Regions from separate parts of the Mus musculus genome. Here region 1 is linked to region 2. The links are chromatin contacts, called in public HiChIP or PLAC-seq maps. All regions are on one chromosome and are shown on one strand. Each heading gives the region's core, a stretch centred on a gene start, on an enhancer-like site or on the middle of the called end of the contact. The rest is flanking DNA. Distances are from core to core; before and after follow the strand shown. Region 1 holds the start of Golga4 (golgi autoantigen, golgin subfamily a, 4). Region 2 holds the start of D730003K21Rik (a long non-coding RNA gene).

Region 1 (5,369 bases), core at 660-3,159, 2.2 Mb before region 2:
TTGCCTTTGGGTCTCATCACATTTTCATCTATAGGAGGAATAATATTTACCTCATAGGTTTATGAGGTCTAAGTAATCTATACTAACTACTAAATAAATGTGGAGCAGAGATCCAAATCAACGTTGTTTCTTTTTAGCGCTGTATAATAATCAGCCCCCTGGTAAGAATGTATCCAGCCAATTCTTTACTGGCCCCAGAGTGCTACCATTAAAACAGCGCCAGGGCTAGCAAGACAGTTCAGATGGTAAAATGCTTGCCTGAGTTTCCATCTCAGAATCCAGGTTAAAAAAGACAGCTGTGGTGGCACACTCTTGTACCCCAGTGCTCAGGAGGCAGAAAGGTGGATTCCCTCGGCCTGCTGGCCATTGAGCCCAGCCTATTTGGTGAGTTCCAGGCCAGGGGGTGTGCTGGAGAAATGGCTCAGAGGTTAAGAGCAATTGTTGCTCTTGCAGAGGACCAACCCACATAATGGTTCAACCATGCATGACAAGTTCCCTGGGATCCAACACTATCTTCTGGCCTCACACAGTGTACAGACATACAGACAGACAAGACACTCACATAAAGAAATCCAGAAATCTTTTTTAAATAGTAAAATAAAAAGAATAAAGCCCGAGGGATGAGGAATGACGACACCATGGTTGTCTTCTGGCTGCCACCTGCCCACGCGCGCACACAAGAAAAAAGAAATCGTGTAACTAAATGTTTTTGCATCCTAAATCTTCTCAGACTATGTTTCTAGAAACAGAATGCTGGGTCGTTATATTTAAACACCCAAACTGCTTCCCACTTAGCCAAACTACGACCTTTCTTGAGCCATGGGCTTTCCAGGTTTCTAACCATAAAAGAAAAGACGTTCGTGTTCAATCTACTGATATTCAGGGAGACTGGGGAGAGATTCAGCAGAAACCCTCCCCTCCCGTCCTTCACACCCTGAGTGCTGGAGAGGGGTAGTTTGTTTCTAACACGAACACGCCCCCTTTTCCCAGCCCGAAACCATACTCCCTTAAAAAGCAACGACCTTCCAGAAAAGATGCAAGAGCCCGGTTGCTGACAGGCTCGGTGCCCGTCCCGTTCAGTGTCTGCCCCTGAGCCCTGTCCGCCATCACCCAAGTTACACGAAGTGACTAACTCGTGACAGGCTTGGTCGCTGGACCGCCGCCCTCGGCTCCTGCGAGCAGCCTGGCCCGGGCAGGCTCGACTCTCTGCCTCGATCAGGGTTTGGAAGCAGGAGACTTACAGGGACCTGGTCATTCCGGGTGCGATGTCCAGGGAACCCAGAGGACATTGGTCATATATGGGGCAGAGGGCAGAGGTCACATATCACAAAGGATCTGGGTTGCCCCGCCCCCGTCACCACTCTAGAGTCAGGGTCTCTGACGGGCGAGAGAAGCTCCCCACGCAGGACCCGAACCCATCGCACCCATCTGTCAGACCGGGTCGGTCCTTAGAGGGGAAACTCCGAAGTCAAATGTCCCGACCGGTCCCGTCACCCTGCACAGGGACGGAGTTTTGGGAGAAACCAGGCCAGGGTTCCTACACCGGCTGGGTGGTCCCAAACCTTCCAGGGCTACGGTTTGGGGGGGGGGGGTGTTCCTGGGGCGGAGGTCAAAGGTCATGGGGAACTTTCGCCCGCTTCCCGGGCCTCGGCGCAGGGGGACGACGTACCTGAGCAGGGGCTAACGCCTGCTGCAGCTGCTGCTGCTCCTCGCTGATCTTCTGCTTCAGCTTCTTGAACATGGCGCGGCGAGGGGCCGGCAGCGTCTCTACCCGCGGGGCGGCCGGGCCCGGGCCTCGCCGCCTTCCTGTGGAGCTGGCGGGCACCTCGGGGCGCTCGTCGTGCGGGTGTCGGCGTCGCCGCCGCCGCGTCTCTTCTTTCTGGGTGCCCCTGGCTGGCCTCGGCCCCCCATCCAGCCCCGTCAGCGGCGGCGGCGGCGGCGACAACGGCAGCAGGTGAACGCGCCCCGGGCGCCTGCGCGGTCGACGTGGAGCTTGCCAGGGGCTTGCTACGGAGCGCCGCGGCGGACAATATGGAGGCGGTGCGGGTGAACGCGCGTGCACAGTGGCGTCTGCGCTGACTCTAGCGGGAGTCTTGGAGCTGTGCTGTCAAATAGGGAGCATCCCACCACTGAGCACCACAGTGAAGAAGGCTGGGGTGAGAGAGGATAGAGCTAGGAATGCAGAAGTGTATTCAGTGTCGTGTGGCACGATCGTTTAGAATTCTCTCGAAAGGTTTTTGGATAGTGGGTTGGATGGTATAGATGACTAGTTGGTTCGCTGGTTGGCCAGCTAGTTGGTTCGTTGGTTCATTGGTTCATTGGTTGGTTGGTTGGTTGGTTTAAAGAGAAAATCTGGGGCTGAGGGTGTAGAACGTTTGTTTACCTAGCATATGCAGGAAGGATTGGCTCTAGCCTCAGCATCGCATAAACTGGGTGTGATGGTGTATACCTGTAATCCCAGCATCCAGAGGTAGAAGCAGTAGGACGAGAAGTTCAAGGTCATTCTTGCCTATATGAATTTAAGGCCAGTCTGAGCTACAGTGAGATCCTGTCTCAAACATAAATAGTCTGGCTGAATTAGGCAGACTGGCCTTGAATTTGTTAACTAAAGTGATTTTCCTGCCTCCAGAATAGCTGAGGCCTACAGGTGCACAATTTTCTGCCTAGTCAGAATTATCTGCCTTTAGTGCTTAATATCTGTGGCTGCACTCCAAAGGAGCTGTCTTCCCCTACCTAGACTTTTCCATCTGCTGAGAACCCCCTACACTTGCACAACATAGAATATTTCTGAAACCTCTGCTCACAAAGACCCATATGACCTCGAAACTCTGGGTTCTGCACAAGCTACTACCTGGATGGCATCCATTCAGTTCTGATTCTTTGAACAGAACATTAAGAACTGGTGCATGGGGGTGTACACCTTTAATCCCAGCACCTGGGAGGCTGAGGCCAGGTGATCTCCGAGTTCCAGGCCAGATGGGCCTATGTTACATAGGGACACCCTGACTCAGAGAGAGAGAGAGAGAGACAGAGACAGAGACAGAGACAGAGACAGACAGAGACAGACAGAGACAGACAGAGACAGACAGAGACAGAGAGAGAGACAGAGAGACAGAGAAAACCAGATCCACAGGTTTAGGCCTCAGTCCCACAAGACTTCCAATGCCAGTCACATGCCAGAGGAGGAGATTCGTAGTCAAAAACCTAAGTGAAGGAGTCCTGTCTCTGGGCATATATACTACCTTGTCTTAGTTTGCCTGCAAGAATTCAAGTCAGAAAGCTGGAGACAAGAACTGAAGCAGAGCCAAAGGGGGAGTGGTGCTTGCTGTCCTGTTCCCAGTGGATCGCTCAGCTTGCTTTCTTATACAACCCAACACCACCTACCTGGGGTAGAACCACCCACATTAAGCTGGACCCTCACACTATCAATCATTAAACAAGACAATGCCTCCACAGAATTGCTTACAGGAAAGGTTATGAGAGCTTACATTTTAACCAGATGGCGGTGGTGGTGGTGCACAACTTTAATCCCAACACTAAGGAAGCAGAGGCACTTGGATTTCTTAAGTTTGAGGCCAGCCTGGTCTACAGAGTGAATTCCAGGACAGCCAAAGCTAAGACAGAGAAACCGTGTCAAACAAACAAGCAAACAAGCAAACAAAAAAACAAGAACAACAAGCAAACAGAAATACTCTAGCAAAAATAACCAATGGGGTGATTCCACATGAATAAAACTAGAGATGGGCAGTGTTTGGGTCAGAGTTCTTTCTCTAAAGGAGCAGAGCCAATGGAGTGGATATATAGACACATGGGATGTATTAGTCTGACTGACAGACCGTGGCCTGGGTAGCCCAACAAGGTCTGTCCAGATGTGAGGGCTGTCCAGATGTGAGGGCTGTCCAGATGTGGCTGATCTCCACAATTCTCCCTCACACACAGTAGCAGAGTCCACCAACAAAGAAAAGCCCAGAACTAAACAGGCTCACAGCTGAACTCTACCATACTTTTCAGAAATTGGCAATCTCGACAACCTGGAAGGAGCACAGCTCGTTAGTATTACACTAATGCCCAAACTAGATAAGAACACACACACAAAGAACACTGCATGCCAAGTTCCCTGATGAACAAAGGCACAAAATTTCTCAACACAATACAGATCAGATAAGAGCATTCGATGCTTTTGCATAGGACCTTGGTTTGGTTCCCAGCACCCAAACCACATGGTGATTCACAACCATCTGTAACTCCAGTTCTGGGGGCTCTAAGACTCTCTTTTGACCTCTGAGGACAGCAGATATACATGTGGTGCACAATCAGAAATGCAGGCGAAATACCCACACACAGGAAAACAAAAGCTCTTAAAGCTACACGCTACAAACATCTAAACTCTAAATTTATTCTAAATGGAGGAGAGCAGGAAACATGTCCTGCAGAGTTGGGAGTGCAGCATGGGGCGCTAAGAGAAAAGAAAGAAAAGGGATCCGGACAGAAAAGGAAGAAGTCAAACATTTCCTATTCACAGATGTGATCCAGTATCTCAGAGACCCTGAAGACTTCATCTGAATTCTTAGATTGAAGAAATAAATACTTACAGTCAAGCCATAGGATATAAAATGAACATCAATAATCTGTAGTTTTCAACATCCCAATGATGTGAACTTTAAGAGGAAGAAATCTGGAGAGGATTCCCTTTATAGTAACCAAGCAAAACAAAACAAACAGGCCACCTAGGAGGAGAGCCAATCAGAGAGCAAGAGATGCCTGCAAGGAAAGATGTAAAAACACTGCAGAGAGAAGTTGAAAAGGACACTAGAAGCCAGCAGGCTCTCCCCTCTCCTCCCCTCCCCTCCCCATGGAGCCACAGAGTTGACACTGTGGAAATGGCTGGCACACATACACATTGTGCAGGCAAACACAAACCCATGTAAATCTTAAAATAACAACAGGAGAACTTCTAAAGCACATACACAAGTAAATGCAATAACGAAATTAAAATATAAATCCCAAGACTCAGAGAGAGGTCAAACATCTTACCCAAGGTCATATAGCTCACACACCATTTTTTTCCATTTTTTATTAGGTATTTAGCTCATTTACATTTCCAATGCTATACCAAAAGTCCCCCATACCCACCCACCCCCACTCCCCTACCCACCCACTCCCCCTTTTTGGCCCTGGAGTTCCCCTGTACTGGGGCATATAAAGTTTGCGTGTCCAATGGGCCTCTCTTTCCAGTGATGGCCGACTAGGCCATCTTTTGATACATATGCAGCTAGAGTCGAGAGCTCCGGGGTACTGGTTAGTTCATAATGTTGTTCCACCTATAGGGTTGCAGATCCCTTTAGCTCCTTGGGTACTTTCTCTAGCTC
Region 2 (4,856 bases), core at 2,224-4,723:
ACTACTGGCTCCTGAAACAAAACTAGGCTACTGGTCTCAAGCGATTGCTGATATAAGGTGGAAGAAAAGAGCAGCAGGCTTTAAAGGAAACAGTGAGAGGAAGAATTACATTTTTTAGGCACAGCAACAAGTTGAAAGAAATGGTTCTGAGTATGGTGATGCCCAGGTGTGTACCAGTTGACACATGTGCACTCAGAGTAGCCAGAAATCATTTCTGATTGGTCTACACTAACATAGTCTATCCAGCACCCAGAGAAGAACAAAGAAGTCTCTGTTATTCCCACAGAATGACAGAATAAGATGGCTGAATAGGACTCTCTGTCATCTCATATGCTGAGCTCAGCCTCCAGATCCAAATATCTAAAGCCTTTTCCCATCACCTACTAACTATGAGTTGCCCATGTGTCCTGATCCCTTGAACCTTCAAATGGACATAATGATGTTATTTTTCTACAGATGGCTCCTGAAAGTTAAATGGGAAAATCTGAGCAAGCACATGACAGACCCAGTGCTCACTCTTCATCACCTTTACATATGGGATCCTGGCCATCTCTGCTGTCCTTCACTCTGTTCCACGACTTGGTAAAATAGAGAGACCCTGTTGAGTAGTCCAACATGTTATAAACAAGGACAAGATGGTAAAGACATCACTGTTGACAGGAAAGCAAAGCCCTTGGGGTGGCCAACATGAGTGAAGCGCCTTTGAAGTGGTGTCTACACTCCTATCACTTTTCATGGGTCCACAGCCCAACCCACTCACTCACCTGGAGAGTTTTCTCCAATTCTACAACCTGGAGAAGGCATTCTCTGTATCTCTCAGGTGCTCAGATACATTATGGCTGTCCCTACTTTGAATACTTCATCTTGTTGTTATTGTTGTTAATTCCAGATTTCTCTTACCAGCTAATTCCAGAAATTTTCTAATGACTCATTTCTAATTCCAAATTAGACACAAGTACTTTTGCATGATAAATAGTTTTGTAAATGCTTACTTAACATTGAGATCAGCCAATATTTTCAGATAGTATCATTACTTTTGGTCAAAATTAATTTTGTTTTATTTTTAATTGTACACACACACATGCCAGAAAAAGACATTGGATTCCCTGGAGTTGGAGTTACAGAAGATAGGTGACAGCCCCACATGACCAGGGACCAAATGGATCTGACCATCTCTCTAGCCCCAACAAAATATCATTATGGACACTAAGACACTACACACAAAACCTGCTCAGGTACAGACATACAACCTTACAGTTAAAAACCTCACTACATAGTGGAAGTTTTGAAAGAAAACATAACAATGCTATATATAATCAGTGAAGGGTCTTAATAACCGTACCCTCCCTGTGACTCTCTAGAAAAGAACCCGGAAGACAGGGAGAGGTATGTGCAACCACAGATGACTGTATTACTGAGGGGAAGTCCCCTTCCTGTCATGAATAAAAGGAACCCACCTGACAAAGGCTCTGTGTTGGTGACAAATTTTCGTGGAAGTGCAAGTATGTGCTTTCAAAACTTCGTTCTCAGGAAGTTGTCGTAGGCTCCATCTTGCCTCTGGGACCCTTTACACACATACACACTCCATGGAGTAAAGATTATTCTGGGGTTCAGGCTGTAGTAAAGTACACAGTAAAGTTTATTACCCAACTCTACAAATTTCCAGACGGCCTTTTAAGAATATACAGCAAGACTTTCTGAAGTCGCTGGCATAAAAGGACCAAGAAAGCAATCTAGGGCTAGAGAGATGGCATGGCTCGGGGCTAGGGGTTTCTTTTCTCTTGCCAAGGACTAGAGTTCAGTTCCTATCACCAACATCAGGAGACTCACAGCTGCCTCTAACTCCAGCTTCAGGAAAACTGGACACTTTCTTGTCTCCACTGGCACCTGCACATGTGCAAAAGCCATACACGCACACACATGCACATAATTAAGAGACTTTTTTAAAAAAAGAATCTGATGGTGACATGTATGTCAGAAAATGGAGAGATTGAGAAACATTGCAATTTTCTTTTGCCTGTTCATTATTGTTATCACACACACACACACACACACACACACATTCACATTTTTGTGGATTTAGTAATTTTAAAATGCATGGCCTGAATCATGCCTTCCTGTTGTTTTTGAAGGGGGCGAGGGGGTGTTCAATTGGTTTTTGTTGTTGTTGTTGCTTTTGAAATCAGTGTAAGGTGACTTTTCTTTTGAGTCTTCAGAAGAACAATGATAAATTCCTTTAAAAGACAAAAGTGTGTTTTTTCCCAAATCTGTTGCCCAGAACAGACAAGCCAACATCTTCCCTAGGGAGAAAGGAAGAACAAAGGGTGCTGTCAACACAGGAAGGCTGCTGGGAGGCAGATGCAGGCCCCCTGCCACCCTGGTTAGAGAAAGGCAGGAAGCCAGGCCTGCTGGTCCTAGGGCTTCCAGGAGAAGCCCTCTGAGCACCCCGCAGGAGGGAGAAAACCCCCAGGCAGAGAAGAGGTGACTTCTTAGGCTGTTCTCTTGTCCTCCGTGTAAGATCAGTTTCTAAATCTGTGCAATCTCCCAAGGATAAAGGCCGACTCCCCCTCTCCCCAGGACAGTACTGGAAAGAGGGTGAAGGAACTTTACCAAGTCTTACAAAAACCATCTCGGATTACTTCAGACCAGCTCTACAGGAAAGGGAGTTTACATAGTCCATTTTCTGTGCTGACTTAGCTAGGGGAGACATCTGAGGACCAGGATTCTATCTCTTCATAGTCTCAGGGCAGAAAGAATCTACAAGGTAGGGTATGGAAGGCCCACATTAGCTATTTGCCATTTGTTTGTTTGTTCGTATGTAGCATCTTACGTGGCTCAGACTGGCCTCCAACCCACTAGATAGCAATAGATAGAAAACCTTGAACTCCTGGTCCTCCTGCCTCTGCCTGACAAGTGCTGTGATAGCTGGCATACGATACCATACCCACTTTGTGCCTTGCAGAGCTTGGAACCCAGGGGTTTGCAAGCACTTTACCAACTGAGATAGGACATTTCAGAGCGCATTACTCAGCTGCTGTGGGTCACACAGGAACTGCTGATGTCTGTCTCCCTGTGACAGAGGGCAGAAGCCAAGCATACAGTTCTGTGTCCCTCACCAGGTCTCTTCCTTCAGGTTCCCCAGCTCCTCACCTGGGTAGATGTCCATTAGAAAATAATCAACTGTGCCAGCGTTCCCTGCAAGTCGGTGGTGTGTTTGAAGTTGGAAGCATCAGGCAGAGGTTCCTGGAAGTTCCAACTTACTTTTGTGACCTCCAAGCCACAATCCTGGAGTTTTTCCACATTTACACGGGCTCTTCCTCCTTGATTAATACTCCTGCTCACTTTGGACTCTATGCCAGTTAGAACAAGAGCTGAATACAGAACTTACTTAGCTACTTCCTGGAACCATGAAATTCCAAATCGCTCTGATAGGTACTGAGAAGGCCTATGGAAGCTAGGCTGATTCCATGACAGGCTTCACATTGGCAGTTAAGGAGACTAGGCCTAAATCTCTGTTTCTAAGAACTGGGCAAGTCCAGGCAAGTCCAGGCCTCAGAAGCTGCCCTGCCACCTATCGTGAGGCAAGGACAATGGGTCAGCAGCAGTTTCCAGACTTCCTCAGCAACAGTTTCTAGATCTTCCCAGCAGGTTCACAGCTCCTACACCCCAGTAATGGAATGTCCATAGAGATAGACCCAACAGATTAACATAGAAGTCACCTATCCCAGAATTACCTAATGTGCTTTAAATCAGGCCTGCAAGCTCACTTGGTTGTCTCTCTATCTTGGCATTGGAGAGACCCCAGCATGCTGGACTTCTGCAAAGTAAAACACTCTCCGTTTACGTACTATTTGAGTCTGGGGTATCATTCTTCAGTGACTCATGGATCCTTACGTTACCATACTCCATGTACCTACAGCCAAACCCACTCATTGTCATCCTGACTCTAGGTGGAAATCCACTAATGTTCAAGGAACTGGGCTTGACCTGGTGACTAACCACATGGTTGGATGAGGGAAGATGGGGGTGTTGGGATTTGATAAGATCAAGTCATGAAAACACAGTTATAGAACCAGAAAATGGGGACAGTGCTAAGTAACCCTTCTAAATGTGTGAAAGCAACAGTTGGAAATGTCTAGAATCCTGAATTGTTTCAAGGAATATATGTTTATGTTCTATGTCTAGGTGTATGAGTATTTATGAGTACTTGCAAGGGTATATATGCATATTTATCTTTATACACAGAGTTAGGCAAACAACATATCACCCAGCAGCCATATCCATGGATCTCATTGTTGACATACATTTTTTTAGTCAAGGTATATGTTTTGTGTGTGTGTGTGTGTGTGTGTGTGTGTGTGTGTGTGTGTGCCACAATAGTGAAAGTGAAGCAAGCTCATGTATGGAACTTACCAGTGGCATTGAAGACGTTTGGGGTGGTAGCCAGCCTACTGTTGATAACCCAGCACCTCGCCTGCCACCTGTTTTTAGTTTTACCGACTGTTTGCTTGGTTTGTTGATTTGTTCGTTTGTTGGTTGATTTGATCCACAAACTAAGAATAATTTTACATCTATAACTGGTTAGAAAGAAATCTGTCTCTAAGCATCATGATACACACCTGGCATGCCAACACTCTGTGAGGCTGAGGACTACTCTAATTTTGAGGCCATCCTGAGCTAGAGTAAGTTCAAGGCTATCATGCAATGCATAGTAGAATTTTGTCTCAAGCAAACAGACCCACAAGCTGAAAACAAACTTTGGCTTGGAAGGTCATAAGCCTTAGGGGGAAAGGTAGATATTTTGTTTAAAAAAAATAGACATATAGCTACACCGTCTCCTAAGAACTTATATTTAT

What was found. HiChIP or PLAC-seq counts read pairs in DNA pulled down with a chosen protein or histone mark.
Region 1: an H3K27ac HiChIP or PLAC-seq map of large pre-B cells shows a contact between it and region 2, with 4 times the contacts expected there. The contact joins the promoter of Golga4 here to the promoter of D730003K21Rik in region 2. A contact is called at or near these places in 1 of 39 promoter capture datasets (the 3T3-L1 cell line) and 1 of 115 datasets of contacts at active chromatin or transcription factors (large pre-B cells).

Annotation. Positions count from the first base shown.
Region 1 is chr9:118,502,858-118,508,226 of GRCm38.p6, reverse strand. It overlaps Golga4 (golgi autoantigen, golgin subfamily a, 4), which reads right to left and starts at 1,909. Exons shown (of 24, transcript NM_018748.3): 1 at 1,670-1,909. The coding sequence starts at 1,741.
Region 2 is chr9:116,325,940-116,330,795 of GRCm38.p6, reverse strand. It overlaps D730003K21Rik (a long non-coding RNA gene), which reads right to left and starts at 3,473. Exons shown (of 4, transcript XR_871324.2): 1 at 3,151-3,473; 2 at 1,458-1,615.